Linked DNA regions of Ovis aries: region 2 is linked to region 1. A link is a contact called in public Hi-C data. All regions are on one chromosome and are shown on one strand. The core of a region is the stretch at or near the end of the contact, and the rest is flanking DNA. Distances in the headings are between cores, read along the strand shown.

Evidence for each region. Hi-C and Micro-C count contacts between places; a contact is called where the count stands out from the background.
Region 2: a contact with region 1 is called in a Hi-C map of muscle, with 2.7 times the contacts expected there. The contact joins the promoter of UGP2 here to the enhancer-like site in region 1. A contact is called at or near these places in 3 of 16 Hi-C or Micro-C datasets (hypothalamus, muscle and tail adipose tissue).

What each region holds. Positions count from the first base shown.
Region 1 is chr3:44,390,540-44,396,929 of ARS-UI_Ramb_v3.0, reverse strand. All of the region lies in intron 3 of UGP2 (UDP-glucose pyrophosphorylase 2), which reads left to right. Among named protein-coding and RNA genes, the nearest start is that of WDPCP, 42 kb to the left of the region's middle. Within about 2 kb of position 4,334, at least 21 of the 54 cell types and tissues checked have an H3K27ac peak or open chromatin away from gene starts, as enhancers often do. A contact at or near this core is called in hypothalamus and muscle, where this site is marked.
Region 2 is chr3:44,433,159-44,439,718 of ARS-UI_Ramb_v3.0, reverse strand. UGP2 (UDP-glucose pyrophosphorylase 2) reads left to right here and starts at 3,107. Exons shown (of 9, transcript XM_060412075.1): 1 at 3,107-3,180. WDPCP (WD repeat containing planar cell polarity effector) reads right to left here and starts at 3,702. Exons shown (of 19, transcript XM_060412062.1): 1 at 2,890-3,702.

The sequences.
Region 1 (6,390 bases), core at 3,085-5,584:
GGAGTTTACAGTCATGTAACAGATACAGAGCACCAGACAGACAAATTGGGAGACGGTGTAATGATTACTGATAGCAGCTGGTAGTACCTGAAGCGGGAAGTGAGTGCTTTGGCAGATTCACTCCTGGTCGTATGAGGGTAACAAAAAGTGATTTTGTTCTGTGGTTCTCTGGCGCCTTGACAGAGTGTATGTGTATAGCTGCACGTGTACATGCACACAGAAGACTGACTTTTTAAAAAATTCTTCTAATTGTGGTAAAATACTCATAACAAAGTCTATCATCTTGGCCATTTTTAAGTGTGCACTTCAGTAGGGTTAAATATATTCCCCTTGTTGCGCAGTGTCCAGAACTTTTTCAGCTTGCAAAACCAAAACTCTGTAGCCATTAAACACCACTTCCCCTCTCCCCTTCCCCCGAGCTTATGGCAACCACCATTCTGCTTTCTGTCTCTATGAATTCAACCCTCATGTGAGTAGATAAACGTCCTTTTAATCTTAGGTTTACTTTCTATTGTTTTGAAAGTTGCCAGAGTTCTGCTACCAATTACAAATCCTTGCTTTTGCTTTCCTGGATGAATATGAGGAGACGAAAAAACCCCAGGGGGTTATTCTGTGGCTGTGCTGTTGCCAGTGGCGCCACAGGCCAACATCACCTGTGGCGGCTTCAGGTCTCTGCCATCCTGAGAAGTCCGTACCCAGCACGGAGCCTTAGGAGGAGCAAAGTTTGAACAGGCAGAGATGTTATCAAAACTTGGGTTTTTATCACCACGGAAGACTGTCTTAAACCAGGGTTTGGCAGACCTTTTCTGTAAAGGACCAGATGGTGAATATTTTAAGCTGTGCAATCCTGTCACAGCTGTTCACCTCAGCCACTGTACCATGAAATCGGCCCTAGATGCTGTGTAAACTTACAGGAGCAGCTGCCTTCCAGTAACTCTCTGTGAAAACAGGCCGTAGGTCCAGCTGTCCCACAGGCTATAGTTTGTTGACCCTTGTCTTGAAACTATCCTCAGGCTACACATAACTGGAGAGTGATGAGGTAGAACCCGTACCTGGGAGATTGCTAAGCTGGTTGGTGACTTGGAGCAGAAAGAGAGATTCAATACCATATTTATGAAATTTGTGCCACTGATCATAAGGTGTACCTTTTATGTACCGCTGAGAAAGGAAGAAGTGCAAACAATTGATAAGATCGCACTGGCTGTATGATTCATCCTGGTTCTAGAAATGTTAAAACGTGCAGTGGGGTGGAGAATGTGTCTGAATAGGTGACGTAGTGCTAGCACATGGATTCTTCCTGTGGGCCGCACACTGTGCTGAGCACTTCACACGCATTGTCCTGCCCCTCTGCCACCCTCAGCACATCTCCTTACGGTCCCCGGTGGCCGCCTGAATGAACTCTAGTCACCGTGTCTTTGTTCCACACAGCAGGAAGAAGGAGATAGGGCATGTTGTCCCCTGCCCTTTCACAGCGACTTCCTGGGAATCTTTCAGCTCACTTCCAGTTAATCTCAGTGACCAGGACTTTGGCACAAATAGCTCTAAGCGAAGCTGAACATGTGGTCTTTTATTTGGGGTGGTAGTGTGCCCAGCTGAAAATCGGGGTCCTAAAATGGGAGGGGGGAAATGACATTGGGGTAGGCAGCTAAAAATCTCTGCTGTGCTGTGTCATTGCTTTGTTTTGTGAATGATGTAATCAGGAGAGAAACATCTTCAAATTCTCTTTTCCAAAAGATCACCACCTGCAAGGTGGAGCTTAAGGTGACCTCCATCTTAAGGTGACCTCCACCTCCACCTCCCTAACCTGGAGGGAGTTAAGGTGACTGGAGGCCACTGCATTGATGAGAGGTAGGTGGGATGGCAGCCGTGGCAACAGAGAGTTTCCTGAGGCTGACGGGCCTCGGTCATTGGTCAGGTGTGAGCAGGCTCTTGGCTTGGCAGTTGAGTATGTTCTGGTGCCAGAGACAGGAGCAGATTTCCAGAAAGAGGAAGTCTACTTAGAAGGAACTTGAAAAGGAACAGGCAGAAAGAGAGGGAAAATAGAATGTGGCCTTTCAGAAGTCAAGAAGAGAGCATTTCAAGGTCTAGGGAGTGGTCAGTTGTCTCAGATGCAGCTGAGAGCTCAAGTTTAAGAGAAACATTGTTATTATTGACTAGATTTAGCAAGGAGGAGGATGTTAATGACCTTGGTAAGAGCAGTTCACTGAACTATGGAGAAAACAAGATTATAGCAGGTGTTTGAGTGAAAAAGAGGTGAGGTGAGGAAGTAGAGGTGAGTGCAGCAGCTTTTTAAGCTTTGACTTTAAGAAGATGGAGAAAAAAGGACAGAAAGGGGTGAGTGTATGTTTTGCTATTTTCTTTGTTTTTTAGATGTAAAATATTTGAGTGTGTTTGTGTCTGTGGAAAGGAATAGATAGGGAAAGGCTGACTCTGAGGCTGGGAGGTTGATGAAGTAGGAATCTTAGGTGGGCACTAGCAGAGAGATTACTTTGGGGCAGGGGACAGCTATTCAGTGACCAGAAGGAAGGGGAAGCAACAGAGGTGGTGATGCGGGAAGGTCCTGAGGATCTGTTCTGGAGGCAGAAGGTCGAGGGCACTGTAGTAGGGGATGGTTTTGTTCGTCCTGTGAATAGGAGCTGAGCTTATCTCGGTGGCTGACAAGGTGTTGGCAAGTTTGCTGGTGGATCACGTGATCATGTATGTGATTTGCCAGCTTTTCCTGAACAAGAAAGCAAATCTCTGGTCTAGGTAATTGGTTGGAGTGTTCACGTGACCCAGATTTTGGTTGTTACCTTTAGAAATGCGAAATGAAGAGACGAAGTGAGAAAGCACCTAGCACAGGCCTTGGCACACAGGCTGCCCAGTAGGGCTTGCCGAATACGCGGATGTTCTTGGCACACTTCCTGTACATATGGAATGTCATTTCAACCTTGTTTTACTGTTTACACAGCTCATTTTCTTTTTGGAAAATTTTGCTTTTGTTGGAAAAAAACAACTTTCTCAATAATCATACCCTTCTGAACCATAACAGGGCAGGTACTGTTAGCTTGTTTGGGGTATTTGGCACTGTCTCCAGGAATAGCAGGAATATGCTACCAAGAACTGGGTTATACTATTGCTAATGGGAACAGTGTGTCTCCATGACTGTGTAATGAATTCAGCTTTTCTTCTAACTGGAAACTAAGTTGTGAACAGACTTGGCAAGGTACAGGTCATAGTAGACAGTTTTTAAAAGATCTTTTAAAAAGTATTTCAGTTTCTGCAGAAAAACTAGATTACATCCTAGAGGGAAGAATGTTGTTTAAATTATGATTTTTCATAATTTCACAGCTACTTTCTTTGTTCATTCCGCAGAGGAAGTTGAGTATTTGACTCATTGTTTTCTCCTACTGAGAGGATAATGTGAGTGGTTTTGTCTCCCCTGCACATTTTGCCATGGGGTCGCTAAGAGTCAGACACGACTGAAAGACTTCACTTTCACTTTTCATGCATTAGAGAAGGAAATGGCAATCCACTCCAGTGTTCTTGCCTGGAGAATCCCAGGGACGGCGGAGCCTGGTGGGCTGCTGTCTATGGGGTCGCACAGAGTGGACACAACTGAAGTGACTTAGCAGCAGCAGCAGCACATTTTGCAGGAGCCTCCTGAGGTTTGCCCCACCTTACCTGTAGATGTTGCCCTGCTGTATATTTACAGTGCCACAGAGGTCTTCATAGAACACTGAATTCTATTCATGTCTTGGAGAAAGAGAAACACGGTGATCAGGCTTGAAAGCAGAGATAGCACTGTGTGTGCTAAGTCATTTCAGTCCTGTCTGACTGTGACCCTTTGCACTGTAGCCCACCAGGCTCCTCTGCTCATGAGATTGTCCAGGCAAGAATACTGCAGTGGGTTGCCATGCCCTCCTCCAGAGGATCTTCCCCACCCAAGGACTGAACCTGTGTCTCTTACTTCTCCTGCATTGGCAGGTGGGTTCTTTACCACTGACGCCATCTGGGGAGTACTGTGACTGACTAAAGTGACTCAGTGAGAGTAACATCTAGGCTGTATCCAGCAGTGCATGGTACTCCCTGTCATCTCCCAACCCCATCCATCTTTGCCTGAGTGGATGTCTTTGTTCATTCTCCTGGGGGAGCTCAGAGGGGAATAGTGGAGAACAGATCTAATAATGTCCCTGGGACTAGGTGTGTCCAGCATAACTTCAGCTGTTGCCAAACAGTCTTCTAACACAGGTCCTCTTGGCTCTGGAAATAAACCGAGCTCTGTGGGATTGCTTGGTGAGGTCCCTGGTGGTGGGTGTGGACAGCATCAGCCACAGAGGGAACTTGTATTGGTATATGGGGTGATTTATGTGAGGAAAGCTGAGCTTGCCACCTAATATAAACTGCAGTAAGCTGTAGACCAAAACTGTCTTGGCTTCCTTCCATGCATGACTGCTGCCTTTCTGTGTGTTTGTGTCTGTGTGCGGAGTCGGGTGAATTTAAGCTGAAACGTAAGTGAAAGTGGAGGTTTCTTTTTTTTTTTTTAAGTGGAGGTTTCTAATAGCAATGCTGACTCGATGACTCTGGACATCTTCTCCCTGGCTGTACGTTGTTAGTTCACACCTTGTGACTTCTTCCCTTTCTTTCCATAGTCCTTTTCTTGTTAACAGTCAGTTCTTCAGTGGGGCCTGTATTTAATTAGCTGCTATATTATAGCAAGACAAGTAGGTATTACTGAAAGCACCACCTAAAGAACCATGGTTCCTTGACATTTGTAGGGGTTAGGTGACTCCCTACCCACTTAACTTGGTGTACAAAGTTCTAAGTAAGGCACTTCACATAGAATTCTGGGCTCCCACCTAAATGATAAACAAGTTTCTACTTGGGAGTTGCCTGTACCTGGGCCCAAAAGTCTCCATTAGCTCAGTTTTGGAATTTAACATTGTTCTTGGATCAGCTTATTTTATTTCACCCCAAATATTTGAAAGCTAATTTAGAAGTAAATTTTAAATTTAAACTGAAGTTCTCAAGATACCAATCTTGGGAAGATTTGAATCAAGACCAAAAGTGTATTTAATATATCTTTTGGCTGAAGGCAGATGGCCTAGTGTTAAAGTCATTGTGAGGCTGGGACCTTTGATCACTGTTACATAGAGAATAAAGGAGGATACATGATCACCATTATATATAGATTAAATTTGGGGGATACAAGAAAATTTGTTTAGCCTCCATAGACTCAGTCGTAAGGAACTGTCTTCTTAAAGCATTCTAGTAAAATGCATGTTTTGAAGTTTGACTAATATGAAGAAAACATTTTTTCCCTAAATACTTTATATTCTTTATCATATGTGGATCAAAGATGTTTTATAATGAATATATGTAATATTGGGGTTTTTTTCTTTCCTGGTGAAACTTTAAGGCTCCAGGGTTGACTTTTGGTTTTTAATTCATCTGTACAGATGATATGAGTCAGTGTCATTGAAGTTAAAAAGAAAAAAGGTTATATTGAACAAAAAAAGGATTTTGGCAGAGTTTTATTAAAACTGAAACATAATTCTGATTGTTTGGTTGATATTTTTTAACAGGCCATCTAGAACTACACATGCTGCTAGCCATGTATGTTGATTTACATTAATATTAAATAAAATTAAAATTTCAATTACTCAGCTGCATTTAGCACTGTGTCTGGAGGGTGACAAAATGGTGAAAAATGCTATCCTGGTGATCTTTTGACTGCATACCTAAAAATATGAAGAAATTTCTTTTTACATTGTTTACATTTTTGTAAATTTTCTGCCCTGAAATGACAGGCTGCCCATTCCTAAGAGATAATGGAAAACTCATAACTCAGGTGTTGAATAGTGTCTGAAACCCTAAGCCCTGCCATTTTGTACTGTTATTAACTGTATTTGAAAGAGCAGCGTTTTCTCAGACTCACACTTTTAGAACCATGGTTACACTTGTAGTATTATTTTTCATTCTTTTAATCTTTTAATTCAAAGCTGAGGGTATATTGTTTCTTAAATTCAAATGAAGAGAATCCATTTTCTGATTCACTAAACTAAGACTTCAGAACATGTATTCTATTCAATTTTAACACCTACAAATGGAATAAAAAAACTTACTTAAGGCTCGATTTGCCATAGAATCTGTCAACCTGTATTACATTTCTTTGTCAGTCTCCCCTTCTCTCAGATCTGCTGCATACAGAAATATCAACTTTATTAAATGAAAGCAATTGTCTGGGAAAATCTGCATTAATTTGGAATCTCCTGAAGCATAAATAAGTCACTTTAAAAAAAAGAACGCTAATTAAACCTTGAGGACATTGTGTTAAGTGAAATAAGTCAGTCACAAAAGACAAGTCCATTGTGACTCATGTCTGAGCCACCTGGAGTAGCCAGACTCATG
Region 2 (6,560 bases), core at 1,858-4,357, 44 kb before region 1:
CACACACTCCTTCCCAGGTCACCATTTACTTCTTCCTTTAGATTCTGCCCCTGCTCCCCACACATACACCTAAATTTCTTTAAAACTTTCATCTGTAAATCTATCCATTTACATTACAAATATCTAATTTTACAGACTATCAGTGTCATGGACCCTAAACGAAAATTTCACAGTAGTGTATTATGAAAAAAAAGACCACGCATACACACACAAAATGACTTTTCAGTCATTAAAATATGTAAATATATTTCAGAAATAGACAATAGCCTTCTAAGAAGACTTGAAACTTCTCCATGGCCCTGATATTTTCCCCTTAATCCCATCTGGTCTGCCAAGTAAGATTGTTTCTAGAGGTTCTGAGGGAGTAAGAGGCTCTTTTACAAAATGTTTGGGGGTTCAGAATTGAAACTTAAAGCACTGTATACAGAAATTCCATTTTACAGGGCACTATGGAATTCCAGTTGAGCTATTTCAAATCCTAAAAGATGATGCTGTGAAAGTGCTGCACTCAATGTGCCAGCAAGTTTGGAACTCAGCAGTGGCCACAGGACTCGAAAAGGTCAGTTTTCATTCCAATCCCAAAGAAAGGCAATGCCAAAGAATACTCAAACTACTGCACAATTGCACTCATCTCACATACTAGTAAAGTAATGCCCAAAATTCTCCAAGTCAGGCTTCAACAATATGTGAACCGTGAACTTCCAGATGTTCAAGCTGATTTTAGAAAAGGCAGAGGAACCAGAAATCAGATTCCCAGCATCCTTTGGATCACTGAAAAAGCAACAGAGTTTCAGAAAAACATCTATATCTGCTTTATTGACTATGCCAAAGCCTTTGACTGTGTAGATCACAACAAACTGTGGAAAATTCTGAGAGACGGGAATACCAGACCACCTAACCTGCCTCTTGAGAAATCTGCATGCAGGTCAGGAAGCAACAGTTAGAACTGGACATGGAACAACAGACTGGTTTCAAATCGGCAAAGGAGTATATCAAGGCTGTATACTGTCATCCTGCTTATTTAACTCATATGCAGAGTACATCATGAGAAACGCTGAGCTGAATGAAGCACAAGCTGGAATCAAGACAGCCGGAAGAAATATCAATAACCTCAAATATGCAGATGACACCACGCTTATGGCAGAAAGTGAAGAATTAAAGAGCCTCTTGATGAAAGTGAAAGAGGAGAGTGAAAAAGTTGGCTTAGCTCAACACTCAGAAAACTAAGATCATGGCGTCTGGTCCCATCACTTCATGGCAAATAGATGGGGAAACAGCAGAAACAGTGGCTGATTTTATTTTGAGGGGCTCCAAAATCACTGCAGATGGTGACTGTGGCCATGAAATTAAAAGATGCTTGCTCCTTGGAAGAAAAGTTAGAACAATCTAGACAGCATATTAAAAAGCAGAGACATGACTTTGCCAACAAAGGTCCGTCTAGTCAAGGCTATGGTTTTTCCAGTAGTCATGTATGGATGTGAGAGTTGGACTATAAAGAAAGCTGAGCACAGAAGAATTGATGCTTTTGAACTGTGGTGTTGGAGAAGACTCTTGAGAGTCCACTTGGACTGCAAGGAGATCCAACCAGTTCATCCTAAAGGAAATCAGTCCTGGGTGTTCACTGGAAGGACTGATGTTGAAGCTGAAACTCTAATACTTTGGCCACCTGATATGAAGAACTGACTCATTTGAGAAGACCCTGATGCTGCTAAAGACTGAAGGTGGGAGGAGAAGGGGATGACAGAGGATGAGGGGTTGGATGGCATCACCAACTCAATGGACATGAGTTTGAGTAAACTCTGGGAGTTGGTAATGGACAGGGAAGGCTACGTGCTGCAGTCCATGGGGTCGGCAAGAGTCGGACACGACTGAGGGACTGAAGTGAACTGAACTGATTTGAAATAATATTTGGGAATACAGCTTCTAGAGTTTTACTTCTCTAAGAGCCAGCCTCTGAATTGATATGATTTAACCACTGAAGACAGGCAGTTTCTTTTTAGAGATTTCTTGAGGCAGCAAGTGTACAACATCCTTTGATACTATATCTTAATATATAATCGTTCATAAACCAAGATGTCATTCTTAAATTTTACCAAAAACTCTTGCTGCAATTAAAACTCAATTCCTCTCCCTTAATCTTTTGGTAGGTAGAAAATAACTGATCATCCTTCTTACAATAAAACCTCCATAATTAAAGACTCTTCACCACTCTTCAACTTTATTACCTTTCAGCTAAGCAACGGAGAAGGCAATGGCACCCCATTCCAGTGCTCTTGCCTGGAAAATCCCATGGACCGCGGAGCCTGGTGGGCTGCAGTCCATGGGGTCGCTAAGAGTCAGACACGACTGAGCAACTTCCCTTTCATTTTTCACTTCCATGCATTGGAGAAGGAAAGGGCAACCCACTCCAGTGTTCTTGCCTGGAGAATCCGAGGGATGGGGGAGCCTGGCGGGCTTCCATCTATGGGGTTGCGCAGAGTCGGACACCACTGAAGCAACTTAGCAGCAGCAGCAGCAGCAAAGCAACGCTATGGGGCTCAAATTTTTTGGTAGTATTTTATTTTGGTGTTGACCCTGATGGATAAATACTGCTCACCTAGTGCTGGAAAAATTCCTCTACTGTACATAAAGGCTTCTACTGAAGTGTAGACATTCTACTACACTTCTTTGGTTTTATTTGTGGAAACTACTTTTATAGCTGAGAGGTTTTCGGGTGTGATCTTTTTGGATTTCACAGAAAAAATATTATATGAAAGGTTATTGTTCTCCAGTATGGCAAATGAATCACTGGTCTTTTCTGTGTTACTTCAGTAACATTCCCATAGGAATAGGCAGCAGTAAAAAGATTAGTTTGTTTACAGAATGAGTCACTTAAAAACTCTCGCTTACCTTGGTTGATTAGTGTTTTCCAATGCCTCAAACTCTTCTAGAATGACTTGATTTATAGAAGGCACCTTAAGATAGCGCTGACAATTCACTTGTCCCAGTGCAGGCGGGTTGAGTGATGACTTGTAAAGTCTGAGATACACCCAATGGCCGGCGCACTGGGTCATATAGGCTTGGCAATACCAGGTGTGATTTAGCGGCGTTGGGCGGGCCCTCTTGCAGTCCCCGAGTCACTGCCAACGTTCTAGCTTTTAAAATCCTCTTTCCTTGAGGACTTCAAGAGTCTACTAAACGGTAAGCATTTCATGATGGGTAACCTAAGCCATTTCCCCTTTTATCAGAAAAGGAAACCGTTTAGCACAGCGAAAATCTCTGTAGGAATTGGAACCGGGGTGGTACTCTGGTGCGAGAGCCTTCACATGGCATTTTCTTCGATGCCCTACATTTCTCCTCCTGTTAGTAAGTACCACACATCCAACTGCTTATTCCTTAACCCTCCCGAATTTTCACCCTCCCGACACCAGCTGTGTGAGAAGAGTTTGCGTTTACTGAGAAGGGCCTGGCTCTCAGGGTAGTTGCTTTGGGGGGCGGGGGTGCGGGGGCGGAGGGCGATCTGGCTCTATCGGCCGGGTACACGACTATCTTCAATCTCTGGTAAGCGGAAACATTTTTAAGCAGTACGAAAATAACCAATCGTGCTTCAGGTTCTCTCTCTTGCTAAAGTATCTGTGGAAGGCTGGGAGTTGTACTGGTGAAACACTCCTTTCACAACCACAGAACGCGCGGCTCCCATCCCAGCTTCGGCTCCGCTGGGCTGCCTCAGGCCGCAGACGCCCTACCCCCTGCCACCTCCGTGCGTCTCATAGGCCAGGCCCTGAACCCGCCTCGGCTCCTGACTGGAGGCTGCTCCTGTCTGTCTGCGAGGTGGGGACATTTCCGCATTGAAGGGGCTGCTCCAAATGGAGGGGGATGGGAGGTGTTTAGGAGAAAGTGGGGGCTTTGGCTGTCGGAATCCCGCAGCTAGGTGGACGGAGGGGGTCAGCAGCTGGGCTGTGACAACTAGCGAGGGGCTCGAGGTGTGCATTTGTGAGGGGAGAGAGGGAGAGAGAAGGGTGCCTCAGAGGTGACATTCTCTCAGCCTGCAAGTCTTCTTCCAGGGGCGCCACAAACGCCCCCAGTTTCCCAGCTGCTAAAGGAAGAGGAGGAAGGTGGGTCTCGGTGGCGGTTTGGGGAGGGGCCGGGGCGGGCTTCCCACCACTCTAAGGGCGAGTGTGTTGCCCTTTCTGAGGCTTGTAGAGCCCGTCTACTCAACCTGCACTTTGGCCCCGGAGGCCGAATTTGGGGTTCGGCCAAGAGAAACTAGAATGTGTGAGGGTTGGGGCTGACTCCTGTCCCTCGGATTCGGGGCGGCACATGGGTTCTCGCCTCGCGGGTGGCCCCCTAGTGTCCGCTGCGGGGGAGGGGCTCTGTAGCTTTCGGCCCCTCCCGGGAAAAAGCCGCGGCCGCTCGCAGCTGGGAGGCTGGCGTCTGGAGGCCCCGGCCCGCCTCCAGACGGCACGCCGAGTTCTTAGCGCCTCCAAGTCCCGGGATGTTTCTGAGCGGGTAGAAAGGACTGCATCGCCCCCCTTGGCAGGCCTCCCCCTCCTCCCGATCCCTGCTGGGGCGGGGACCGCTGTTGGCCTGAGTTTCTCCGGGAACTGTCCTGAGGCCGGAAGGCAGCAAGGGGAGGGGATGTAGGGGTGCGGCCCGCCTGTGCCTGCGGCTGTCCAGCCCCCGAGGGCGTGGGGACCCGGGGTGGGGGGCGGTGAAGCCGCTTTAGATCCGCCTCTTTCATTGATGAAATTTAAGTTCGTGTGATTTTACCTTTTCCGGGAGCCTCCAGCTGGCCCTCATTTGTGTCAGGGGTGCAGTGTAGGCTGGAGTTCCAAGCAGACTCAGTCGCACCAAGTTTCTGTCTTTTGAAAGTGGGGAAGGGGGTTAAGTTTTGTTGTTTTTTTTTTTTGGAGGCAGTTTTAGTTTTTTGAGTAAATACTCTAAGTGGCCAAACATAGGAAGAGAAGAAAGAATTCGTCATTTGTTAAAGCAGAAGTGGAAGAAAGACCTCTATAGCGTTGACTCCTCTAGACACTTAAATATATTTGTAAGCCAGAGTATTTTAATAAATCCCTAAAATGTCGAGATTTGTACAAGGTAAGACACGCTTCTTATCTCCCGGGTTGCTCTAGCAGTACCGAACTTGGGGACCGGCAGTGGAGAGGTTGGTGGGTGGTTTGGAAGTGGAAATGTTCATTTGAGATACTATTTGCGAAACCCTTTTCTATAAATTGACATTTGAGCTGTCTTGAGCTGCTGGGTTGGCGTTTCAGATAACGTATCATTTATACCCTTGTACTCTGCTGCTTTTAGTTCTGCCTCCGTGAAATCAGGTTAGTAGCACCCTGGCTTCCCGGGATAGTGGCTGTGAATGATGATAAAACAGGATTTTGGCTGCCGATTGATCCCTGTACTCTTTTCGTGGTCGAAGTCGAGGTAACTCTGGGTGCGGACGGGAAGGGGAACTGAGAGGGTTGAGGAAAGGCAGGTGGGTTTAGCCAGGACGGTTGGGGAAGCTTTAGTGTTCTCAGCTTCTCCGTTTGGGTGTACGTGGTCTGAGTCTCAGATTCATTTATTGCGAAACAGGGAGTAGCTCGTAGAAGTTGGAGGTCATTTCAGCAGAAGAAATGACTTTGCTGCATTGCTGTTTGTTTGTTTGTTTGTTTTTTCCCTCCTTTGAAATCTGTAAAGATTATTACGGTTTCTTTGAAATTAGCAAATTGCTCTCTAATTCTACGTGTGTGTTTGGAAAAGGTTTAAAGAATGCATCTCAATTGAATTAAGCAGTAATGTTATGTGTGTGCATGTGTGTGTGTACACTTTGAAATTGGTGCTACCTTAAACCTCTGACATCAGTGTGTAGCATGGGACTTGTCTTCTCTGTATGCAAGGAAGCCCTTTTTTTGAGGACCCAAGAGTGTGAAAGCTTCAGCCATCTTGCTGAAAACACAGCTAGTAAAGTTCACAACCACTTAATGTGGCTCTGAATAAATGCAGATGTACTTTTAAAAAATTGTGTCAATAATGGCCATCATTTGGTCCTGGGAATAAAAATGTCATAGTAGGTTTTATATCACTTTATTAACTCTTGAGTTTTATATAATAAGAGACTTTGACTGCCTGCATTATTTTGAAAACAGATGGGATTCTTATCTGCCTTTAGCACTAAGCTCAGAAATGTCACTTTTCATTAAACTTCTAAATTCATATTATGCTTTATATGTGATGCTTCTTTATGTTCAGACTGAATAAATGTCTTAGTCAAGAACAGAAAGTAGAGGTAACTGTCAGAAGTTTGCTTGTTTTTTTAATGATAACATTTAATTACCAGAAAGCCAGTATTGAAATAATATGCTAGAGAAAAGTGGATAAGTCATTTCTTTTTAAGGATTGAGAATATTATTAAACTCCAGATGTTCCTGGTTGTTATGGTTTAGAGCAGCTTACAGAAGGGGTGCTGCACGTTGACTGGTTTCAAGTCTTTTGCTGTTAATGGCTAACTAACTGCTTTCAGGAGATATTAAGTGGCAATACCTGGGTATGTTGTTATTCCTTTCTCTTGTCATCCACTTTTTCTTTTT